Linked DNA regions of Mus musculus: regions 1 and 3 are each linked to region 2. A link is a contact called in public Hi-C and HiChIP or PLAC-seq data. All regions are on one chromosome and are shown on one strand. Each heading gives the region's core, a stretch centred on a gene start, on an enhancer-like site or on the middle of the called end of the contact. The rest is flanking DNA. Distances are from core to core; before and after follow the strand shown.

Evidence for each region. Hi-C and Micro-C count contacts between places; a contact is called where the count stands out from the background. HiChIP or PLAC-seq counts read pairs in DNA pulled down with a chosen protein or histone mark.
Region 1: a contact with region 2 is called in a Hi-C map of cortical neurons, with 5 times the contacts expected there. The contact joins two enhancer-like sites. A contact is called at or near these places in 8 of 484 Hi-C or Micro-C datasets (brain, cardiomyocytes, cerebellar granule neurons and 4 more) and 2 of 115 datasets of contacts at active chromatin or transcription factors (astrocytes and oligodendrocyte precursor cells).
Region 3: a contact with region 2 is called in an H3K27ac HiChIP or PLAC-seq map of SST interneurons, with 13 times the contacts expected there. The contact joins two enhancer-like sites. A contact is called at or near these places in 3 of 115 datasets of contacts at active chromatin or transcription factors (SST interneurons, astrocytes and stem cell-derived neural progenitor cells).

What each region holds. Positions count from the first base shown.
Region 1 is chr17:11,617,188-11,620,806 of GRCm38.p6, reverse strand. The region is part of intron 6 of Prkn (parkin RBR E3 ubiquitin protein ligase); the gene reads right to left. Among named protein-coding and RNA genes, the nearest start is that of Gm41525, 46 kb to the left of the region's middle. Within about 2 kb of position 1,761, at least 16 of the 459 cell types and tissues checked have an H3K27ac peak or open chromatin away from gene starts, as enhancers often do. A contact at or near this core is called in brain, cerebral cortex and cortical neurons, where this site is marked.
Region 2 is chr17:9,030,095-9,033,561 of GRCm38.p6, reverse strand. No RefSeq gene overlaps it. Among named protein-coding and RNA genes, the nearest start is that of 1700010I14Rik, 43 kb to the right of the region's middle. Within about 2 kb of position 1,936, at least 64 of the 459 cell types and tissues checked have an H3K27ac peak or open chromatin away from gene starts, as enhancers often do. A contact at or near this core is called in SST interneurons, brain, cerebral cortex and 1 more, where this site is marked.
Region 3 is chr17:11,948,522-11,952,063 of GRCm38.p6, reverse strand. All of the region lies in intron 9 of Prkn (parkin RBR E3 ubiquitin protein ligase), which reads right to left. Among named protein-coding and RNA genes, the nearest start is that of D17Ertd648e, 67 kb to the right of the region's middle. Within about 2 kb of position 2,008, at least 28 of the 459 cell types and tissues checked have an H3K27ac peak or open chromatin away from gene starts, as enhancers often do. A contact at or near this core is called in SST interneurons, where this site is marked.

The DNA.
Region 1 (3,619 bases), core at 512-3,011, 2.6 Mb before region 2:
GAGCCTCATTTTGGGTAAGAGCTTATGCAATATCATGATGTACACAGACCCGAACATACTACATGCACCTTTTCTTTTCCCAACTGCAGTTACTTGAAATAGAATCTACCAGTAGTCCTGCATATGCTCAAAGAACAGAGACCTGCAGCAGCACTACAGTGAGTGTGTGATGGCAAAGCTCCACACTGCAGTGAGGAGCCCACCACCCAGGGCTGTGAGGAAACACTCTTCCCCCTCCCCACTCCTCACACCCAGGCTGCTGTGACGAACTCCTTACCAAGCTTCTATAAGTAATAGCCAACGCTTACTCCCATGAGGACCCACTCATTCTTCTCATTTCCGTAAGGAACCCCAATACATGCTTTGCTTCAACAAGCTAGACTTGGGTGGCATGGTTTCTGTTGTCCTCTATGTGCAGTCCAGCAGGGACTGTCTGTCCTCTTGTCTGCCTTGCAAGCTTGAGTGAACTGTCATAGGCTCAGTGGGATTTTGTCTCTGTAGCCTTTGCAAAAAACTTGGGTGCTCCTGCCTGGCATGTGGGGTGTCAATCTCCCAGGAGCACATAGTTACCAGACAGCAAGGATAGCTCCTTTCCAAGAAGGGAACCTAGTGGAGTCTTTTCCTTTGCACATTCCCCTCAATGCGTGCCACACAAATGCCCTGCTAAGAGGACAGCTGTGCTTCTTTCATTCCCACCCCCGCCCCCCAAGCTGCAGCCTGCAGGAATGCAGCAGATTGCTTATCATTTCTTCTGGCTTTAATTCCTCTTTATTTTTCACCCTAGCCACCCTGGGCTTTCAGTTCCCAAACAGTGTCAGCACTATTCATTCTAGCCTAAGGCTCTGCTCCCCAGAGCACTCTGGGTAAAGTGTGAGCCAATTGATTGATGTAAACGCTTTCTGGTGATCTATGAGCGAGGAGGCACCTGAAACCAAAGTTGTTATCATTGTCATGGTGTCTACTTCAAAACATGGTGGTGCTGAGTGACCTGTGGCACCGCTCTGAAACTCAATACAAGGAGTTAAGAGAAAAATCAATGGAAATGTGTTAAATGGTAGCAAAAATCATATTTCAAGTGGAGTTCAAAAGAAGAGAAAACCAAATTAAAATAAGATTTTTAACTTGGAAAATGAAAATCTAAAAATTGACTCTGTTTAGATAAGGCAAATGTGGGTGAGGCTGTGGAGAACACACGGCATATGCATGTATTTAAATAAATGAAGACTTGCACACACTGAGAGTGCAGGGGGAAAACTAAGGCAATTCTGTTCATTCTTGCGGAAAACCCATTACTGTACAAATTCGAGAGTGAAGGCTCCTAACAGTTCAATTTGTGGGTGTCTGCACCCATGTTTTGCTCACTGCCATTTTTCTTCCATGAAATGTGATTGCCACCCTGTCTCAGATGTGGCAAGTCTCAGCGTTCCACCCAGTCAGTTCTAGACAGATGGCCACAACACACATTTTCCAATCATGCCCAGACCAAGATTGAATCTGGCAGAAGCCTTAACTCATAACTTCCATTCCCAAAGACACTAAACATATTTGCTTGGTAGCCTTTCTGACAGCATCCATTAAACACAGAGGCATGTAGGGATGGATGCGTGGAGCAGGGTGGGAAGAGAAAGTCATGCTGGGATGCATGACTGGAAGAGGACACTCCAAACGGGAAGACTTCTGCTCCACTCTCACCTGCAACCCCTCTCGTGAGCCTGTGTGAGTGGCAGAGTGCCACCTTGCTTTCACTTGGAGTGCAGTGATATGACTCACGCAGTGAGCTGCTTTCGGTGATGCTCTGACAAAAAAATCCTTAAGCAAGGAAGGGTTCTCTTGGATCACAGTTGGAGGGGCAGTCCATCCTGGTGGAGCCAGAGTGGTGGCAGGAACATGGGGCATCCAGTTACATTATATACTCAGGATGCAGGGAGTGATAAATGTTGGTCCTCAGCCAGCTTTTCCTTTTCATCCATCTTGGGATGTCCTCCATCCTCCACCATGGAAGGATTAGGATTCTCTTCACACCAAGGATGCGTTTTCCTACCTCAATTAGTCCAATCAAGACGTGCCCAGAGGTTTGTTTCCATAGTGACGCTAAATTACATCAATCTGATAATCAAGGTTGAGCATCACACCCACCGAGATGGGAATGCAGCCTGCAGCAGGGTGTAGGCCTGATGCATGCAGCTTATGAGGAGGGGTCTGCGGACAAGAAGTAAGTTGGGATGGTTACCACATGGATATTGTGGCCACAACACGCTGGCAGCCTGACTAATGGATGTTCTGTGGCTGAACTGTTTCCATCTGAAATAATAACTCCCCAGCTCCAGAAAGAGGAGGGCCCTTAACACCCCTGCAACTCTTCTCACATCTTATCATTATGATGCAATGGAAAGGGGGCCAGTTATCTCAAGAGCAACATGCAAACAACATTGTTTTCAAGGTGCTTTAGAATAAGGAAAAGGGGTTCCCCCAATGGGCCAGCACTAGGTAAGGAGCATGAGAATGGAGGGACCTGCTTTGACTATGCTGGTAATCTGTTGACTGCCATCACAAGCTCCTCGTTGCCCTTCACAGCCATGGGGGCAGGCTGCTGTTCCTTACCTCGTCTTCTAGGGTCACAAAGAGTCATTCCTACGTGAGTTGTAGGAACCTGTTCTTGTCTCTAGGTTTATTGAGATCAAGGCATGACATCTGTCCACAGACTCATTTGTACCACGGCAGTGTCTTTATCTTACTAGCGGCAAAGTCTCATGGGGACACTGACTCTTGAACCAAGCCATTTTCTTCTATTACTTTCATCTTTTAAGAAGTATTTATTATACATATTCTCTTTTGTTATGTTTAAGGTCGGTAAATAAAAATAGTATCAGTTTATGATGATATGCAATATGACATTTTGAGCTGTGTAGATACTGTGGAACTGCTGAATCAAGTTAATTAGCATATTCATGACCTACCGTAGTTTTTATCTCCATTTATGGCAAAGAGACTTAAAATCTGTTCCCTTACCAGCCTTCCAGCATGTCCTATTTTTAGTAAGTATAGTCACCATGTTATATGACAGAGCTCTTGAAGTTATTATTCCTGTCTAATTCACATGTCATATGTGCTCTGATCCTTACCCTCTGGTTGCCCTGCTTCTCCAGATGAGCATGTCTTTTTACAGAGTCCACATGTTTAAGTGAGCCCTCGCAGTATTTCCTTTGCTATGCCTGGATTATCTCTCCAAGGTTACCTGTGTTCCTATAAATTACAGGGCCACTGCTTCCTATGTCTAAACTATTTAAACATAGTTTCCTGTTGTGTATATGGAGCACATTTCCCCCACTTTAAACATCCATCCATGGGGACTTAGGTTCATTCTGACTATTGTAAGACCGCAATAATCATGGGATATCAAATGTCAATCATAGGCATGTGTCTGCTGTCTGCAGCATAAATGCGGTCTCTGTTCTTGCTTTGCCCACAGACTCCTAATGGTATCTAGCACATTAAAGAGATCAAAGAAAAGCAGCCTGGGAAATCCTGACAAAGTTACCAAAGCCTGCTGTGACTGTGCTCCCAGGCTACAGCAAAGCCAGACACTGGCTAGTCTCGGGGACCCAGTTCATTCACTTTA
Region 2 (3,467 bases), core at 687-3,186:
ATGGGGCTTCCCTCCCCTCTCCTCCCTTCCCTTCTCTTCCCCTTCCCCTCCTCTTCTGACTTTCCTTCTCCTCTTCCCTCCCCACTCCCCTCCTCTACATTCCCCTCCCTTTTTCCCTTCCCTTTTCTTCTCCTTTCCCCCTCCCCCTCCTCGCTCATCTTCCCTTCTTCTCTTCTTTCCCCTATCCTCTTTTCCCCTCTTCTCCTCTTCCCTCCCCACTCCCCTCCTCTACATTCCCCTCCCTTTTCCCCTCCCCTCTCCTCTCCTTTCTCCCTCTCCCCTTTCCATTTTCCTTCCCTCCTCTTCCCTCCCCTCTCCTCTCCTCCCCCTCCTCGCTCATCTTCCCTTCTTCTCTTCCTTCCCCTATCCTCTTTTCCCCTCTTCTCCTCTGCCCTCCCCCTCTCCTTTTCTCCTCCCCTCCTCTTTTCTCCCCTCCCATCCTCTCCTCCCCTCTATTCTTTTCTCCACCCCTCTCCCCCTCATTTCTCCCATTCCTCCCTTCTGTCCAGCCCTATTCCTTTCATACCTATTCCCATACTTTCTAGTCCCTACAAACAAAAAGTACACCCCTGTGGCGAAGCTAGCTTCCATGGTCAGATCACTGCTCTACAGCTGCCCCACACTGAGGCCCATGTTCTGTTCTAGTTCCCTGAAACCACAGTGATTTTGGGGAAGGAGGATGAAATAAAACCCTACCCACTGCTCATACTCAGTATGTAGGGAAGAAACAGGCTCTGCAAAGATTGCTGAGCAAAATCCCTGCTGAGATAGTTGAGAGTCAGTGCAAAGAAATGGTAGTTTAAATCCACAACAGGGGGGTGCCAGACTGTCCTTGCCTGAGGCTTTTCTGGTCAGAGGACTGTGCCTGCCCACTCTATGTACTGTTTAAGCACCCACCCCACCCCCAGATCCTCTTTGTAGATTAGCCAGCCCTATGGTAGCTCAGCTTGTCTTTGTTCAATCTAAACCTCAAGCTTGTCTGAAATCTTACAAGATAGGTGGAAATCAGAATGGGACACGGGCTGTGGGTGGCTTTGGCAGTACGCGTCTCTATTAAGTAGACTCAATTTAGTACTGGGTAAAGGGAAAGACGAAATTAGAATCGTGGTTGGCAGAAATAGTCTCCATCTGGCACTGTAATTACACACTGTCTTGACCTGAGCAATCTTTGCTGTTCCAAATGCTGTTTCCTTTGGAAAGCAAATTTTAAAAGACGCTGTAAACCACAGGTTAGGAAATACATGGTTCCAAATATCCACCACACCTTTTAGACAAGGGAGTCGTATCCTGCTTCTCTATTATGGCTCTGTCTTTTATAATTAAATGAACTCTCTAGTCACCCGATGAATGTCACCTCTTTACAGCGGGATAAACAGAAGAGATCTCCGGGTCTATTTTCGCCAGTGACATCAGACACTATTTCGATGGGGCTATGACTCAGTATCCTCCTTGGCGCCCTCACTCCTGAAGTTCTTTTAAGGGTGAGCCTGGGTTGCTGCCGGCATGCGGCATTTTCAGAGCCTCATGGAGCTCTTTATATCAACCCTTGACTTCACCTTCAATGCCAACAGGAAATTGTATATGGCTCTAATCTCCCCAGTAGAGCTCTGCCAGAAAGCCGGGTTCTGTGCGGTATAATGGCGCCACCTACTGGTCACACGTGTCCTCCTTTAGCCTGCCTCCGTTTTGTTTTTTTGGTGTTCTGTTTCCGTATTCTGATGTGTCTGTCCTCAGAGACTTTGTTTTTAGCTTTTCTACTTCGCAGCTGCAGCAAGCTGGACTGATAAGCAAACGATATCACCACCTGATCGTCTGTTCTATAGGTCCTAAGATCTTACCGCTGACGGGGGAAGTCATGGACAGACACCAGCTTGACTTGATGACTCTGTCCTTGAACCCAAGCAGCCTGATAATCCAGCCTGATGATCCGGGCCGAGCCTCACTTCCCTTGCCTCAGCCAAGCGGCCGTGCAAACCTTCACTAGACCCCAAACGCCCTTCCTACTCCCTCAACGGGCACCTGCTCTCCTAGGCATCCACACAAATGGATTGCTTTTAAACAGAAAATGACACTGACTGTCACTAGACGTAACAAGTGCCTTATGTACATTTCATTGGAAGCACAAGCTGAAATTAGCCTGTCAGAATCTTACTTTTCTGGATGCCAGTGTGTCGTGTGGCAGAATTAGCTCAAGAGAATAAAGAGCAGGCTTGCCTGTCAGAGAGCTTCTCTCCACAATTCTCTTGCTTTGTGTGCCTGGCTTAATTCAAATGCTTTTTTCATGCTTGAAGGGGTAGGTGTGTGTGTGTGCGTGTGTGTGTATGTGTGTGTGTGTGTGTGTGTGTGTGTGTGTGTGTGTGTGTGTGTGTGTGTGTGTGTGTGTGTGTGTGTGTCTGTGTGTGTGTGTGTGTGTGTGTGTGTGTGTGTGTGTGTGTGTGTGTGTGTGTGTGTGTGTGTGTGTGTGTGTGTGTGTGTGTGTGTGTGTGTGTGTGTGTGTGTGTGTGTGTGTGTGTGTGTGTGTGTGTGTGTGTGTGTGTGTGTGTGTGTGTGTGTGTGTGTGTGTGTGTGTGTGTGTGTGTGTGTGTGTGTGTGTGTGTGTGTGTGTGTGTGTGTGTGTGTGTGTGTGTGTGTGTGTGTGTGTGTGTGTGTGTGTGTGTGTGTGTGTGTGTGTGTGTGTGTGTGTGTGTGTGTGTGTGTGTGTGTGTGTGTGTGTGTGTGTGTGTGTGTGTGTGTGTGTGTGTGTATATGTGTGTGTGTGTGTGTGTGTGTGTGTGTGTGTGTGTTACCCTTCTAAACTTCGAAATTATCACTGCATGAGTGTGTGTGGTGGGGGGGGGTGTTGGGGTGAAATTGCCATTTCCTATAAGGTCCCAATGCTTTTTCCCCCTTTTACTTTATCTCTGCAAATGAGAATTTATCAAAGGCTAAGCCTTAGTCTTTTGTGATAAAAAAAAAAAAAAAAAAAAAACCTAACAAAGTATGCCGGTGGGGGGAAAAAAAATATGTAAAATTCACATTGCTGCTGGAAAGATCAAAGCTTAAGGATGCTGCCCAGAATGACTGATTTCCCGTCAGCTCCGAGGCTTCAGGACACCAGCGAGCTCTTCTGTGAAAGCAAGGTGTTAGAAGCAGGTGTCTGAGATGCTTAGGGCTGTTAGAGGTCTCACTGGTCTCTCTGGTATGTTGCCCCCTTCTGGCAAAGGGCAGCTTATAATCTGATCCTTCAGAGAACAGCTTCAATGCATACTACTCACATGAACAGCCGCTACAGACCTAACACCACACAGATGAGAGTGTTACAAACTGAGATTGTTCCAGAATTGATGCTCAAGTTGAGTGAGTCCACTTTCTGCCAAGTAAAGGAACACCAGAGAAACTTAAAAAAAAAAAAAAAAAAAAAAAAAAAAAAAAAACAGAAACAAGGGTTGTTTGTGTTTGTAGTTACACGCCTGGCTTTTGGGAAATAG
Region 3 (3,542 bases), core at 759-3,258, 2.9 Mb before region 2:
GTTCCTGTGGTGTTCCGATCCCCGCAGCAACCCCAGCCCAGATAAAGGTACGCATGCAGCAGGCGTTCAATCAGCAAATATTAATTGATGTGGTGAGGCTGCGCTCTGAAAGGCTGAGTTCCTCCCATGAGGCTAATTCACTGTGTTCTGTCTGCAGGTAGTGAGGGCTTCAGAGTGAGAGAGAGAGAGCTTTGCAACAAGAGCTACCATAGTGTGGGAGGGACGTTTGTTCCAGTGATGGATGGAATGACGTTCTTGACATAGTGTACGGGCAGAATCCTTACATGTAATTTATTTTGGTTTTCGATTATTTTGGAGAGAGCTCCCCTGTGGTTTCGGCTGGAGATATGTGTAAGCTATCAGTTTAGTGGGCTTGTTCCTGTTTCGCTGACGTGATAGTTTACGAGAAAAGCCCCCATTTCGCTCTGGTTTGCATTTTTGTATATTCAGTCTATGGTCTTACTAATTAGGATATCTGGCGCTGTTTCTACCTGCCCGAGTTTTACGCTGGGCTGCAAGAGTAACTACACTCACTTCGCAGACCGATACATTCTTCAGCAACCTGGGGTTCTTGAACCCCACCTTCCATCTTGCCAAACTTGAGTCTCTACCTGCTTCTGCCTACACCAACCAGGAAAGGACGGGGAGACAGGTCCACACTTTGTGATGCCCACCAGGAGGCTGTGTGGCCACTGATAAGGACAGTGACCGTCCAACATTCAAGCAGGGTAGTGTGGGCAGAGCAGCTGGCCTCAGGGCACATTCCCTACAAGTCATACCCCTGTGGGGGTATAAAGAAGAGCCTCCTTCCTCCAAGTCTGATGGAAGACCTCTGTGAGCCTTTTTGTGGGCTTCATAGCATCTTAGCGTTTACTGGCTGCCATCTCTGAGGTCCACTAGGACCCTGAGAGTGAGGCATCTGCACCTGCTGCAGTGTGGTGAAGCTGGACGGTGCAGTATCTGTGATGCCAACATGCCCTGGTACCTGGCAGTACAATGTGTGTCCCTGTATCTGGGGCAGCTGAGCACCATGACAAGATGAGCCTTCACTCCTGCCGCCAGCCTCCAGAGGACTCAAAGCTTCTGTGGGGGCTTCCTTCCTCTGCTCCGAGCCTCACATGTTACAGTAGAGGTGGGAGGAGCCTCCTGGTCACAAGGTTCTCCCATCATCCCTCAATCCCTATCTGTTATGGGGTCCTCCTTACTGGAATATACCACTGCCCCCTACCCTGAACCCTACAGCCTAAGGGCTGGGTTGCCCTTCCCCTTGCTGCTTTCCCTAGATAATCCAGCCATTTTGGCTCTGCTGGTCCTTTTTACTCTTTTGCCTGTTTGGTCTCTTGGTCTCCTGGTCACCTGGCTCTCCCATCTTCCCTTTCTCCTCTCTCCCCTCTTCTCACATGGCCTGGCTCAGTCTGGCCCTGTTCACTCTGGACTGTCCCAGATGTCATGATAAACCTTCTCTATCTACAGAACTAGGAGCAATGGTCATGTCCTCCGTTTTAATTTTTTTTTTCTTTTTTCATTTCGGGGGATAGGAGGACAACAATGTAGGGTGTGCTAGGGCTGTGGGCCTCTGGGGAAGCCCCGTGTGCGGGTGAGACTTGGGGAGAGTTGGGGATTGCCAGGAAAGCCACAGAGAGTCAGGGTTTGGGCCTGGGGCTAACCCAGCTGGGCAGCATAGCATGAGTCAGCTATGACTATTTGGAAGCAGGGAGACAAACAGGATGTTTGGGGCCTCCGAGCCGCGGAAGGGATTCATACCTGTTCTGAGGGCAATCTGTTTTTAACCTTGTTAACCTAAAGTGTACGTTGAAATTTAAAGCAAATGGAGCCTCTTTTCTCTCTGTGATTTATTAGGCCTCCCCTCTCTATCAAATTGAAGCTCTCCACAAGTGAGACAATTTATCCTTATCTAATTTCCGCCCACCCTCCCACTCTGGGAACACGAAGCCGGAGTGAGGGAGGCTCCTGTGGGAGGCAGCCACGGAGCAGTCAGCTCTTTGGGTTTCTTTAAATTTGAGTTTCATGCAGTCTACCAATCTATTTTCCTGCCGTATGCACGTGGAGGGACAATGCCACCCACCCCCCCAGTGAAATATTTCTAATTCTGTTTCAGCCGCTCCGCACCCATACAGGAACAGCTGGCCTCAGGGACAGAGGCTCTTTCCTCTCTCAAGGCTAAGTAGGACTTCTGTTTATCCAGTGCTGGGTAGGTGACTTCTAAATGATCTTTTAAGGCAAGAACCTGAGAGAAGGAAAAACATCCCTTTTTATCCCATTTTCCTCCTCACCCCACACCGAGCTGTTACTATAGCAACACGCTACCTGCTACTAGGACAGTTAAGTCCCCCTGTGAAGTTAAGCAAAGCTCTTTTTCACTCAGAGAGGGACTGCTGTTCACTGGCCACTTTGCCCCTGGGGGACTGAGTTCTTCAATTCTCTATGAAATGCTTAATCCAGGGTTTCCCACTGCTAAAACCTAAAATTCACTTTTAGCCCACAAATTCACTTTTAGCCCACAAACAACATAGAATATCCCCCAAACCTTTCCAGAAACAAGCTCAGTGCAAATGCATGTACATTTGTTTTAGTTATGGATAATTTCCTTCTCTGTATTGATTTAAGTGTAACAAAAGCCCCTCCTGTATAGGAAATAATATGGAGGAGATTACATATTGCTGTCCTATCTCTCCTTTCCTTCTCATGTCTCTAAAATCATGTTGGTGTCTGTGCATACATGCATGTATGTAGTGACGTATTTCAGACACACAGAAAACACACAGTGATGTAATAACTACTCCATGGTCACTGCCCAGCCCATGCACATGCTGGTATAGAGGCCATTTTTACTTTAACCACATAGAAATATAACAGATGAAGCTGAAGATCTCTGGCTCCATGCCCAGCCTTCCATCCTCATCTCTCTGTGTGTGTGTGTGCTTGTGTGTGTGTTTGTGTGCATTCGTGTATGTGTGTGTGCTGTGTGTGACATGTAGTCCATGTATATGACTGTACATATGCCTGTGTTATGCTCTCATACACGGAGGCCAGAGCATGACATTGTGTGTCTTCCTCTGTCTCTTTCTGTCTCTGCTTTGGCAGAGTCCACCCTGAACAGGGAGCTCTTGTTGAGCTAGGACCTGTTTCTGCTTCCCCTATCCTGGGCTTACTGGGAGTCTGAGCCCTGCTCCTTATGCTTGCCGAGTCAGCACTCTCACATGCTGGCTGGCTGGCCGGACCATCTCCCCAGATTTTTTTCCCCCCTTTCTCCTTCCTTCCTCATGCTTTCTATCTGCTTGCTGGGAGCTAGCCTGTGTCTTGAGGTTATAGTTTGACGTCTGGACCTCTGTTGACACCCGAATAGTTCACACTGAAGGGACTGTTTACATTAACAAAATAAAGAGTCGAGCCCACCCCGATTTCATAATGTTTTAAATAATTTACCATTTTGCACTGGGCTGGAATCATAGCTAGGGAGGGGAGACACGCAGCTTCCCAGGGGATGGACGCGGTTGACAGAGCTTTGCACCCAAGTCTCT